2 separate regions of the Mus musculus genome follow, and region 1 is linked to region 2. The links are chromatin contacts, called in public Micro-C maps. All regions are on one chromosome and are shown on one strand. Each heading gives the region's core, a stretch centred on a gene start, on an enhancer-like site or on the middle of the called end of the contact. The rest is flanking DNA. Distances are from core to core; before and after follow the strand shown.

Region 1 (4,874 bases), core at 1,958-4,457, 82 kb before region 2:
GTGGCTTTCCCCAATCATTTGTGTGGTTGGGTGTGATCCATTAGGTAAGCTGTCCTGCTGTGAAAACCAAACCAAACCAAACCCAAGCCTAAGAGGCCTGGAGAGATGACTCAGAGAGTAAGAGCACTGACTGTTCTTCCAGAGGACCTGAGTTCAATTCCCAGTACCCATATGGTGCCTAACTCCAGTTCCAGAGGATCCAATATGCTCCTCTGGCTTTTGAGGGCACAGCATACATATGGTACACAGATGCACAGACAAGTTGGTTTGCTCTGTCACTACATTTGAAAGCCCATGTATGTTTCTGCCTCTCTCTTATGTATGACCTCAGGAACAGCCTACTGGAAAGTGCGGCTCTTATACAGGGAAGTCTTTCTCCCAGATTCCCTTGTAAGTAAGGTTAACTTGTGAGGGAATTACCAAGTATCCAACCCTATCATTTCCCTCCCTTTCCCCATCTTTCAAGGGCCCTCTCAACCCACAGTCTCTGATACAGTAGCTGTAGCGATGACTCCATGTAGAGAACAAACAATTGGAGCAACTGGAGGCCAGGGCACCCTTCCCCCAGAAAAGGACCCCTTAAAGCCATCTCACAGCTGAAATGATTGTCTTCTGGCCTTTACTTCATGAGTGTCTAAGAATTGAAAGACTGCCACAGGCAGAGTAGAAATTAACTTCTTCCTCTCCTTGCTTTGAGCTAGCTGTAAATTTTCGTTTCCTGCTTTCTTTGGAATACAGAGAAACGATGGAGGCAGATTATTGGCCGGGGTATCCGGTATCTGGTAACTGGACCACTGTCTCAGCTTCAGTTCCCTCATCCATCCTGAGAAGCGCTACACAAGTTATCAATTCTCCCTAAACTCTGACGTTTGACTAATCTAATAGACTTACCATCAAAGAGGGATGTAGCTAAGTTTTCAATAGTTTCTTAGCTCCAGGGAAAGCTATTTTATATAATGTCCTTTTTCTGTGTTTCCCTTTTAATAGGAAAACACGACTCATTCCTGGACCATAAAGTGAACACATTGCAGATCAGCAGGGGGAAGGCTTTTTTTTTTTTCTTCTCTGTGGAAGGGGTCTAGAATACCATAGAAATAAAGGTAGGCACCAGATCTGGACAAGAGAGGCAGGTGGGGCAGAGAACCTCGTCAGTACCATCTTCACTCAAACCAGACCTGCTCAGAGGCAGAGTTAGGTGACAGCACACATCCAGGAGTCAGCTGCTCTAGACCGTGACTCCAGCTCCTCCGTTTACTACCTGTTTCACCTAGAGGAAGTTCATCTACCACCCTATACCCCTCAGTTTCCAAGTCTGTAAAATAGGAAGTAGTCATAGCACAGTAGAGTAGTGGGGTTAAATATCAGAGGAGCGAGTGATGAGCTTACAACATTGTGTGATGTGCATCCAGTAATGTTCCAACAGTGTCTTCTTATTTTGACCCTTGGCCTCCTGTGTCCAGAGATGGACAGCAGAATTTGTAAGGTTACATTACACAGCTCTGTGCCCCTTTTAAGAGTCTCAGTGGCCTTGGACAACTCTGTGGTCGCAGACAGCGTGTGTGTGCTTCTGGAATACGCGAGTTTCCTTTTCCCTGTGAGCTGACATTAAGTCTGTGAGTCACTGCCAGTGACCAAAAGAACAGAAAATTCTCTCAGATGAGGGGAGAAAGTGTGGCCATTGAAACCTGAGCCATAAGTAATTGTCTCCCACATTTGCAGAGGATTTAACAGAATGCAGGCTTGAAACTCTTAGTTGCAGAAGTAGTTTCTAGAAAAGAACGTTCCCTGGGGGTTCTCCCTGTCTAGGGAAGTTGGAAAGAAAAAAAGACCATGGTCAGACCCAGGGAAGATGTTTCAACACAGGTGGGAAAAATGCTGAGGGAGATTCCCAAAACCGGTTCTGCAGCGGTTTCCTAGGTAAACTAGGGGAAAGAGTAGCTAGCCATCTGCCCCACACAGATGGCCACCAGAGCAGGAAGAACCTTTAGAAATGATCTTATCCTAGCCTCCGATTTAAAGATGTGAATCTAAAACCTGGAGAGAGGGGACAATTGCCCTATCGTCCTATAGCAAATTATTGACAAAGCCAGGATTTAAAGACTAAGCCAAAGATCATACCGCAGCACCAGAGTGGTCTCTTAAAGGTACACAGACCGCGGTCTCTACTCATTTTGGAATGCTCTGTAGCACAAACATACTAAAAAGTAATTGAGGCCCACCCAGAAGGACTGGAAAGGTATTGAGCAGTGCCCAAATTGCAATTCCTCTAGTTTATCCGTCCGATTTGGGAGCTCCGGCTGTCAAAGCGTTTCAGCCAAAGTACTCCTCACTTAACTAACTGGTCTTTTTAACTTACCATTGGAAAGCAGCTCTGGTTAAAGCCCAGCATGCTGACTCAGCCCATGTAGTAAGGATGACTAAACACAAGAATTTCCTGTGGGGGGATGGAAAATATCTTTCAGATGCATTTGTTTCAGGGGAACCTTTCTGATCAGTCAGGAGCTAGCCCACTGTGGGCCTGTGAGGAAAAGCAGCAGGCTGTCCCTGCGCTGCACCAAGGCAACATTTGCAGATGTTTCCTTTCTTTCTTTCTAAACAATCTCGTGGCTTGACTCGGCACCATTTTGGTCTGGCCAGCATTTGCACAGGGCTCCATCTGCCAACTGGTAGAGACCAAGGCAGAGAGGAGCCGATGTCTCCCCTGACTGAAGGGGCTTTGCACAATCGCCTGCCTGCTCAGAGGCCTTCCCCCCCAGGGGTGAACTGGAGCTGGTCTGCTTTATCTCAAGGCAGTTGCAGTTCTGAGCCCACCTTGAATCATTACGGTGAGCGATCTGCAAACAATGTCAGCTGGCTTCTCTCTCCAGGGTGCACTCTGGGGATTCGCAACCTGGAGTGATGTTATCAATGTTCAGGTCCGAATCCCACACAGACATTGGACAACTTTAGGACAGGCACATTGACCTCCAGTGGGATTGCTCACCAGCTTAAGGCATTAATCCAGTGAGTCCAAAATTTGAATAAATATTTCAAGACTCTTGGCTAAGAGGGAGCCTGCCTTGCTCAATTAGGAGGTTGGAGACACCTGGTGCATTTGGGCGCCACAGGTTCGCTTTGCAGCTTGAGAGTTGGGAAAGGGGGCGGGAAAAAGGAGAGGGCGAGCATACTCCTGGAAGGCATATATAGAACTGGAGAGTTCAGGAATCGAAGATTGAAGGCTAAGGGACCTGCCTCATCTTCTCGCTACCCCTTCCCTCGTGCTCCACACGGAGAGAACAGAACTAACAGAATTCTCAGCCCAAGATTTCTTTTTTTAAGTGAGTAACAACTTCTTGTTTCAATGGGGGTGGGGCGTGTTTTGGGGACAATCAACATAGAGCAATAAAAAAAGTAGCCTGGGGAGAAGGAGAAGAGAGAAAGGAGAGGGGAAGAAAGGAGATGGGGAGAGGGGACTAGTCTGGTTCCTTGCTACACAGCAGTATGTGCTTTGAAGTGTTCTTTACTTTGCTAAGTCTGCCTCTAACTCTACACACAAGAGAAAAGGTTCACAAGCTGCTTGCAGTACCTGGTACTCCCTGTATGGCCTTGATGCATGTGGTTTGGGTTTTTTTTTTTTTTTTTTCCTGAGTAAGCAAGAGGGAGAGGGAGCAAGAGAGTAAATGAATACACGACAGAACAATGAGGATTTGTGTGGCCCCTGGGACTGTGTAAAGCTTAGGTGAAGTCGCGGTTCTTGAGTTCGCATGTGTTCTAAAGCTTACTGGTTGATGCATGATCTGTGGGGTCGCCCCCTTGGGTGAGTCTTCTGTGGCACCTGTCCGGAAGAGGAACTGTAAGTGTCCTTTCCAGCAGGGGGATTGATACGCGATCTCATGGTGCTATCCAGGGTGGCCTAGCACTCCCCGTGGAGCACGTGGTCCTGCCTCAGTTTCCCAGCCTCATGGTCCTGCCTCAGTTTCCTGAGCTCATGGAAATGTGCCCTTCAGAGCTCAGCTTTAAGCAGCTGTCTAATACTGGCAAATGAGGCTTAGAGAGGTGTGGAGCAGTGCGTGGTGGACCAAGGGCCCTGGGTGCAGTGTGCTTTCCACCATACCGCAGTCTTCTTTCTTTCAAGTAAAAATCTGTAAAGAGGAAAGTGCTCTAGAACATTTGCATCCGATCTGTGCTTTGTGACTGTTTATGTGACAACTTAAACACTGGAAGGAGATTAGGAGAAGAAATATCAGGTGGTAAATACCAATTCTAGTAATGATTACAGTAAGAGCTTGTCTACTCACAACACAAGAGGCCAGGGGGAAATGGTCTCAGAATGGCTTGGGTTTGGATTATCTAATATTTGTGTAAAAGAACAATGGGGCCTCTACAGGGCAAGGAACTAACAGTTGCTATTTGGAATAACATGGGCTGGCTAATTTAAGAAGGCTGACTGCAAACATAGGTGAGTGAGCCAATATATACTGAGTCTGCCCCTATCAGGTCCCTGGCCTCTTATGAAGCCAGGGATTGCTTAGTAGGGACACATTTGTGGTCCCTTCTGTACTGCTTTTACACAGGGATTAGAGCATTTGTCCTCAGGTGCTTGCTTGGTCTATTAAAGTCACATAACCCAGTCTCTATCCAACGAAGTCATTACTGTCTACTAAATGGCTGCCCAACCCCTAGTAACAAAAGAAATGTACTTCCGCCCTATGCACAGGTTCTCTTTTTGTCTTCTGGTCAGTCCTTGGAGTGGTCATCTACGTCTTTCACAGAGAACTAGAGGAATAGGAGATGTGAATGTATATGTAGCTCATGCAAGCAGTTAGACATCTAAAACAAAAGCTTGATAAAGCAAAACCTGCGGTTTGTGCCCTAGGTTGCCTTGTTATTTAAAA
Region 2 (5,234 bases), core at 2,114-4,613:
TGTAACCGTGAGTGAGTGTAGGAGCCTCCAGAGGCCAGAGCCACTGATTTCCCTGAAGCTTACAGTTAGAGGTGCTTGTGAACCACCTGATGCAGGTGCTGGGAACTCAACTTGGATTTTTCAGAAGAGCAGAAAGTGCTCTTAACCTTTCAGTCATCTGTCAGCCCTGTAGTTTTCTCTACTCTCACATATCCAAGACTCCAAACTAGCAAATGACGTCAAGTGCTTTCAGACTGGGACTTCCCACGTCAATCAAAACAATCAAGACAAGCAGCCATCAGAGCAATCATTCATCAACACTTGCTTGCTGAGTGATTCTAGGTTGTATCAAGTTAACTAAGCATCAGCAGAAGCTGTCTAACAAGATTTTTCCCCCTCTTTGTTCCTGATGAAAAGTAAGATATATAAAATCCATTAAAAAGCAACAACAACAAAAAAAGAATACTGTGTGCTAGGAAACCCAAATCATGTGGAGTAGAGGTGAAGGAGCAATAAAGAGCCAAACCCCACATGTTTTCAGCAGGGCAGCTGTTCCACAGTGGCTGGTGGATAGTAGTAGCTGGGTCAAAAGTGCTCTGTCCCCATGATAACTTGCTTTACTATTTAGACTCTTTGTCTATTTTTTTCTGGGGGGGGAATTCCTTTGAATGAGTATTTTCAATTTTTCGTGTATTAAAAATCTTCTCTATAAAACATTTCATCTTTCTCTCTGCTTCTTCTCATTTTCCAATTATTATTTATTTTTGTTTTTTTTAGTTTTACTTCTACTTGTAGACATCTTTCTCTTGGATGATCCAATTTTTAAGATTTATTTATTTATTGTACGTGTAGGAGTACCATGTCTACATGTGTGCCTGGCGCCCAGGGAGGCCAAAAAGAGGGAGTCAGATTCCCTAGAAGTGGAGTTACAGACAGACGTGAGCAACCACTGGGTGCTTGGAACTGAAGCTGAGTCCCCTGCAAGAGCAGCCAGTGCTCTTGACCACTGATCCATCTCTCCGGCCCTAATTCCGTGTTTTCTATTATTCAGAAGTGGGTTTTGTTGTGCAGTCACCTCTTTTGGAGCTGTGCCTTTGTTTCTGCCATGGATATCATGCTTAGAACGGTCTCCCCTAAGACTGGGAACATAGCTAAATTGGTAAAGAGCTGGCCTAGCGTGCTTGAAGTCCTGGGTTTGATCCTCAGCATGACATAAAGCGAGTATAGTAGTACACCCCCAGCACTTGGAAGGTAGTCAAGAGGACCAGAAATTCAGGGCCATCTTTGACTATGTAAGACATGAGATCCTATCTGAAAATACAACAAAATGTCTTACCTAATCCAAAATGACAAAAATTGTCCACCAGAACTGTCTTTTAGAACTGTCATGAGTTGGTCTTACTTTGTCATTTTGAAATTTTCAGGACACCCAGTTTTCTAGTGGGTACTAGGTAGTCATTTATTGTACACATCTATCAGGTCCTGTGCCAATGGAAAGTAGAGGCCCTGGGGAGAGAATTGCTAGTTGGAGCCTTGTTCTTACAAGTGGGCTGCATAGAGACATGGAGGCTGGCTGCTTCTCTAGGGCACACAGCTGGAGGAGGCTCAGTTCCCTCATGTTACAGTCTACACAGGCCTTTTGTCAGAATTCAGGTTGGTATGCATGAAATCTTTGGAAGAGTAGGCAGTCAAAACTAGAGAGGAGTTATAAAATAATTACTACATAGTCTTCAGAAACACTATTTTGTTTGCTTGTTTGTTTGTTTGTTTGTTTATCTGTGGATTGGGTGCTAAGTAGTGTGGAGGTAAGAGGACAAATTGCAGGAGTTGATCCCTTCCTTTCTTCCTTCCTTCCTTCCAGGGATCCAACACTGGTGGGCTGGCTTAGTGGTAAGACGAGCCATGTTTCTAGCCCCACAAATATTTCTTTTTTTTCTCTTTCTTCTTTTATTTTTTTCTTCCTTCCTTCCTTCTTCCCTTCCTTTCTTCTTTCTTTCTTTCATTCATTGTTTCTTTCTTCTTTTCTTTTTGTTATTCAAGACAGGATTTCTCTGTGTAGCTTCGGTCATCTTGGAACTCGCTCTGTTGACCAGACTGGCCTTGAACTAACAGAGATGTGCCTGCCTCTGCCTCCAGAGTGCTGGGATTAAAGGAGTGCACCACCATCACCAAACATAAATATAATTTTAGATGGCTGCATTTTATTTACAAACTTAATTTTCTTTTTAAGTATGCTACTGTCTTAGTCAGGGGTTCTATTCCCACACAAACATCATGACCAAGAAGCAAGTTGGGGAGGAAAGGGTTTATTCAGCTTACACTTCCATACTGCTGTTCATCACCAAAGGAAGTCAGGACTGGAACTCAGGCAGGTCAGGAAGCAGAAGCTGATGCAGAGGCCATGGAGGGATGTTCCTTACTGGCTTGCCTCCCCTGGCTTGCTCAGCCTGTTCTCTTATAGACCCCAAGACTACCAGCCCAGAGATGGTCTCACCCACAAGGGGCCTTTACCCCTTGATCACTAATTGAGAAAATGCCTTACAGTTGGATCTCATGGAGGCATTTCCTCAACTGAAGCTCCTTTCTCTGTGATAACTCCAGATGTGTCAAGTTGACACAAAACTAGCCAGTACAACTACTAAACCTTTTTTTGTTTGTTTTCCAAAACAGTGTATCACACACTGTGCTTCTTCTAGATTAAATTGAGTTCTTCTTTCCCTCTCTTTGTACCCAAGAACTATGAACAGAGAGGAAGGTGAAAACGTAGAGGGGCGGTGCTGTCTGGAGCAGGAAGGATGTGGGGAACAGAGCAAGACCCGTGAGGAGGCAGTAAGAAAAGGTATAGTTTACACTCAGGAGGCAGGGGCAGGCGGATCCCTCTGAGTTTGAGGCCAGCCTGGTCTACGGAGTGAGTTCTAGGACAGTCAGGGCTACACAGAGAAACCCTGTATTGAAAACCAAAAACCAAAAACTAAAAACCAAATCAAACCAAACATAAACAACCAACTAAGCAAAGATTCTTAGTACTACATAAAGCACAGAAAGACTTGATGGTTGTAACTTATCTCTAGTTTGTATTTTTCTAATTTTAAAAGATCTTTTATTTACCCAGACTCCCTGTATAAAGAGGCATAACTTGTTTTTTTTTTTTTTGTTTGTTTTTTTTGTTTTTTTGGAAACAGGCTCTCTATACAGCCCAAGGTAGACTCAAACTCAACATGCCCAGCTCAAAAATCGAACTACTTAAAATCAGGGGAAAATGGTATGCGGAACAAAAAAAAAAAAAAGCTGTTTTCGAGTCTGAGCAGATGGACAGCCAGGGGCAACTGGCTTTAGGAAAGAAGCCACGCGGCAGAAGCAGGTGACAGGAATACACACGTCACAATTCCCAGAGGTCTGACTCATCAGTGCTCTGGTTTTCTGAAAGCAGGTAAAATGGTTAAGAGCTCACGTAGTATTCAATTGTGAAACTATTATATCGAAGACAACGGTGTTCTATCTATTTACTGGGTGGGAGAAATTCCCAATTAATAGTGAGTGTTCGGAGGTCAGAGGACAACTTACAGGTGTTGGTTTTCACCTTACAAAATGTGGGGACTGAGATCTGCAACCCTGTAGGTGCAACAACATTATGAACTAACCAGTACCCCGCAGCTCTTGACTCTAGCTGCATATGTATCAAAAGATGGCCTAGTCAGCCATCACTGGAAAGAGAGGCCCATTGGACACGCAAATTTTATATGCCCCAGTACAGGGGAATGCCAGGGCCAAAAAGTGGGAATGGGTGGGTAGGGAAGTCGGGGGGAGGGAATGGGGGACTTTTGGGATAGCATTCTAAATGTAATTGAGGAAAATACGTAATAATAAAAAACATTTTTAAAAAAAGAAATTAAAAAAAATGTGGGGACTGGTGGGTGACTAAAGCCAGGGCCTTGTGCACCATCAGCCTGCACTCTACCAACTGAGCTCCACACAAGCCTGGCTTCTCTCTGTGAGTTCTGGGGACTGACTGTAAGGAAGCAGGTTTCCCAAGTACTCCGTAGCACTTTTGAGGTAAGAGGATCAGTATTTCAAGGCCACACTCAAGTCTGTAAAGCTTTTGAGACAATCCTAGGCTACACTAGCCCCTAAAAAAACCAGAATGCCAAAAAAAAAAACCCAAAAGACCACCTAAAACTTTCTCCGTGATCTCTATTTTTTTCTCTCAACAAGCACAAAACTTTACTTTTTCAACACTAGAGACCACAGCAGGTATTCCTAGATGTTTCCCACGTCCGAGTCTCCGAGTCTTCCAGCCTTATCAAAACCTGGAAAGGTTTAATGTATTCTGAGGGAGATGACTCAGAAGAGGGCTTTAAAAATCCATATGAGAATTACGAGGAAAAATTTGTTAGAACCTGAAGATTCCTTTTTATGTTATGTATTCATTCATTGTTTGGTTGTAGTGGTGTGTGTGTGTGTGTTCCAGTGTGATCACGCCACAGCACCCACGTGGAGGTCAGAGGACAACTCTTGAGAATCAGTTCTTTCCTTCCGCCACGTCAGGCCCAGGGACTGACTTCAGGTCCTCAGGCTTGGTAGCAAGAGCCTCTCATTAGACCAACAAGAAGACTCTCAGGAGAAGGAAGGAGGATAAATATAGAGCACTGGGGGAGAAAAAGCTCTAAGTTTATTATAGACATGTATGGAGCTGTCCCACAATAAAAATTAAAAGTTAATTTTAAGGCTTGTCATGGTGGCACAGACCTTTAATCCCAGAACTCAGGAGGCAGAGGAAGATGGATCTCTAGGTGTTTGAGGCCAGCCTGGTCTACATAGCCAATTAGTTACAAGCTACAAGTTCCAGGCTAGCCAAGACTACAGAGTAAGACTGTGTCTCAAGATAGATAGATAGATGATAGATAGATAGATAGATAGATAGATAGATAGATAGATAGATAGATAGTAGATATGGCACATATTTTAAAAATATAAGCTTGAACATCCACTCTGGCAAATGAGACATGAGGAGAGTATCAAGTTCTTTGAAAACAGTTGACACACAACCAAGTTCCTTTGACTAGACCTTTCTGTATGGCTCTGACTTGTTTGGGTTTGTCCTAATAGGAATTAAAATTACAGAATGGTAAATGAGGGCATAATAGGATATAAACTCCAGCCAAGCAAACTGCTACAAATAACACAGTGATATTCAAATTGGGGGAGAAGAAAATAACTAAGTGGTTATGGAAAACATGAAGTTTTGATTGGGTACC

What was found. A called contact is a pair of places that touch in the nucleus more often than the background predicts.
Region 1: a Micro-C map of trophoblast stem cells shows a contact between it and region 2, with 2.9 times the contacts expected there. The contact joins the promoter of Plac1 here to the enhancer-like site in region 2. A contact is called at or near these places in 4 of 39 promoter capture datasets (the HPC-7 cell line, cranial neural crest, pre-B cells and 1 more), 4 of 484 Hi-C or Micro-C datasets (the C10 cell line, the G1E-ER4 cell line, the N1E-115 cell line and 1 more) and 3 of 9 other capture datasets (adipose tissue, embryonic stem cells and liver).

What each region holds. Positions count from the first base shown.
Region 1 is chrX:53,112,738-53,117,611 of GRCm38.p6, reverse strand. Plac1 (placental specific protein 1) reads left to right here and starts at 3,207. Exons shown (of 3, transcript NM_019538.5): 1 at 3,207-3,317. The region is part of intron 1 of Gm35988 (a long non-coding RNA gene); the gene reads right to left.
Region 2 is chrX:53,030,955-53,036,188 of GRCm38.p6, reverse strand. No RefSeq gene overlaps it. Among named protein-coding and RNA genes, the nearest start is that of Mir450b, 15 kb to the left of the region's middle. Within about 2 kb of position 3,363, at least 4 of the 459 cell types and tissues checked have an H3K27ac peak or open chromatin away from gene starts, as enhancers often do. A contact at or near this core is called in the HPC-7 cell line and trophoblast stem cells, where this site is marked.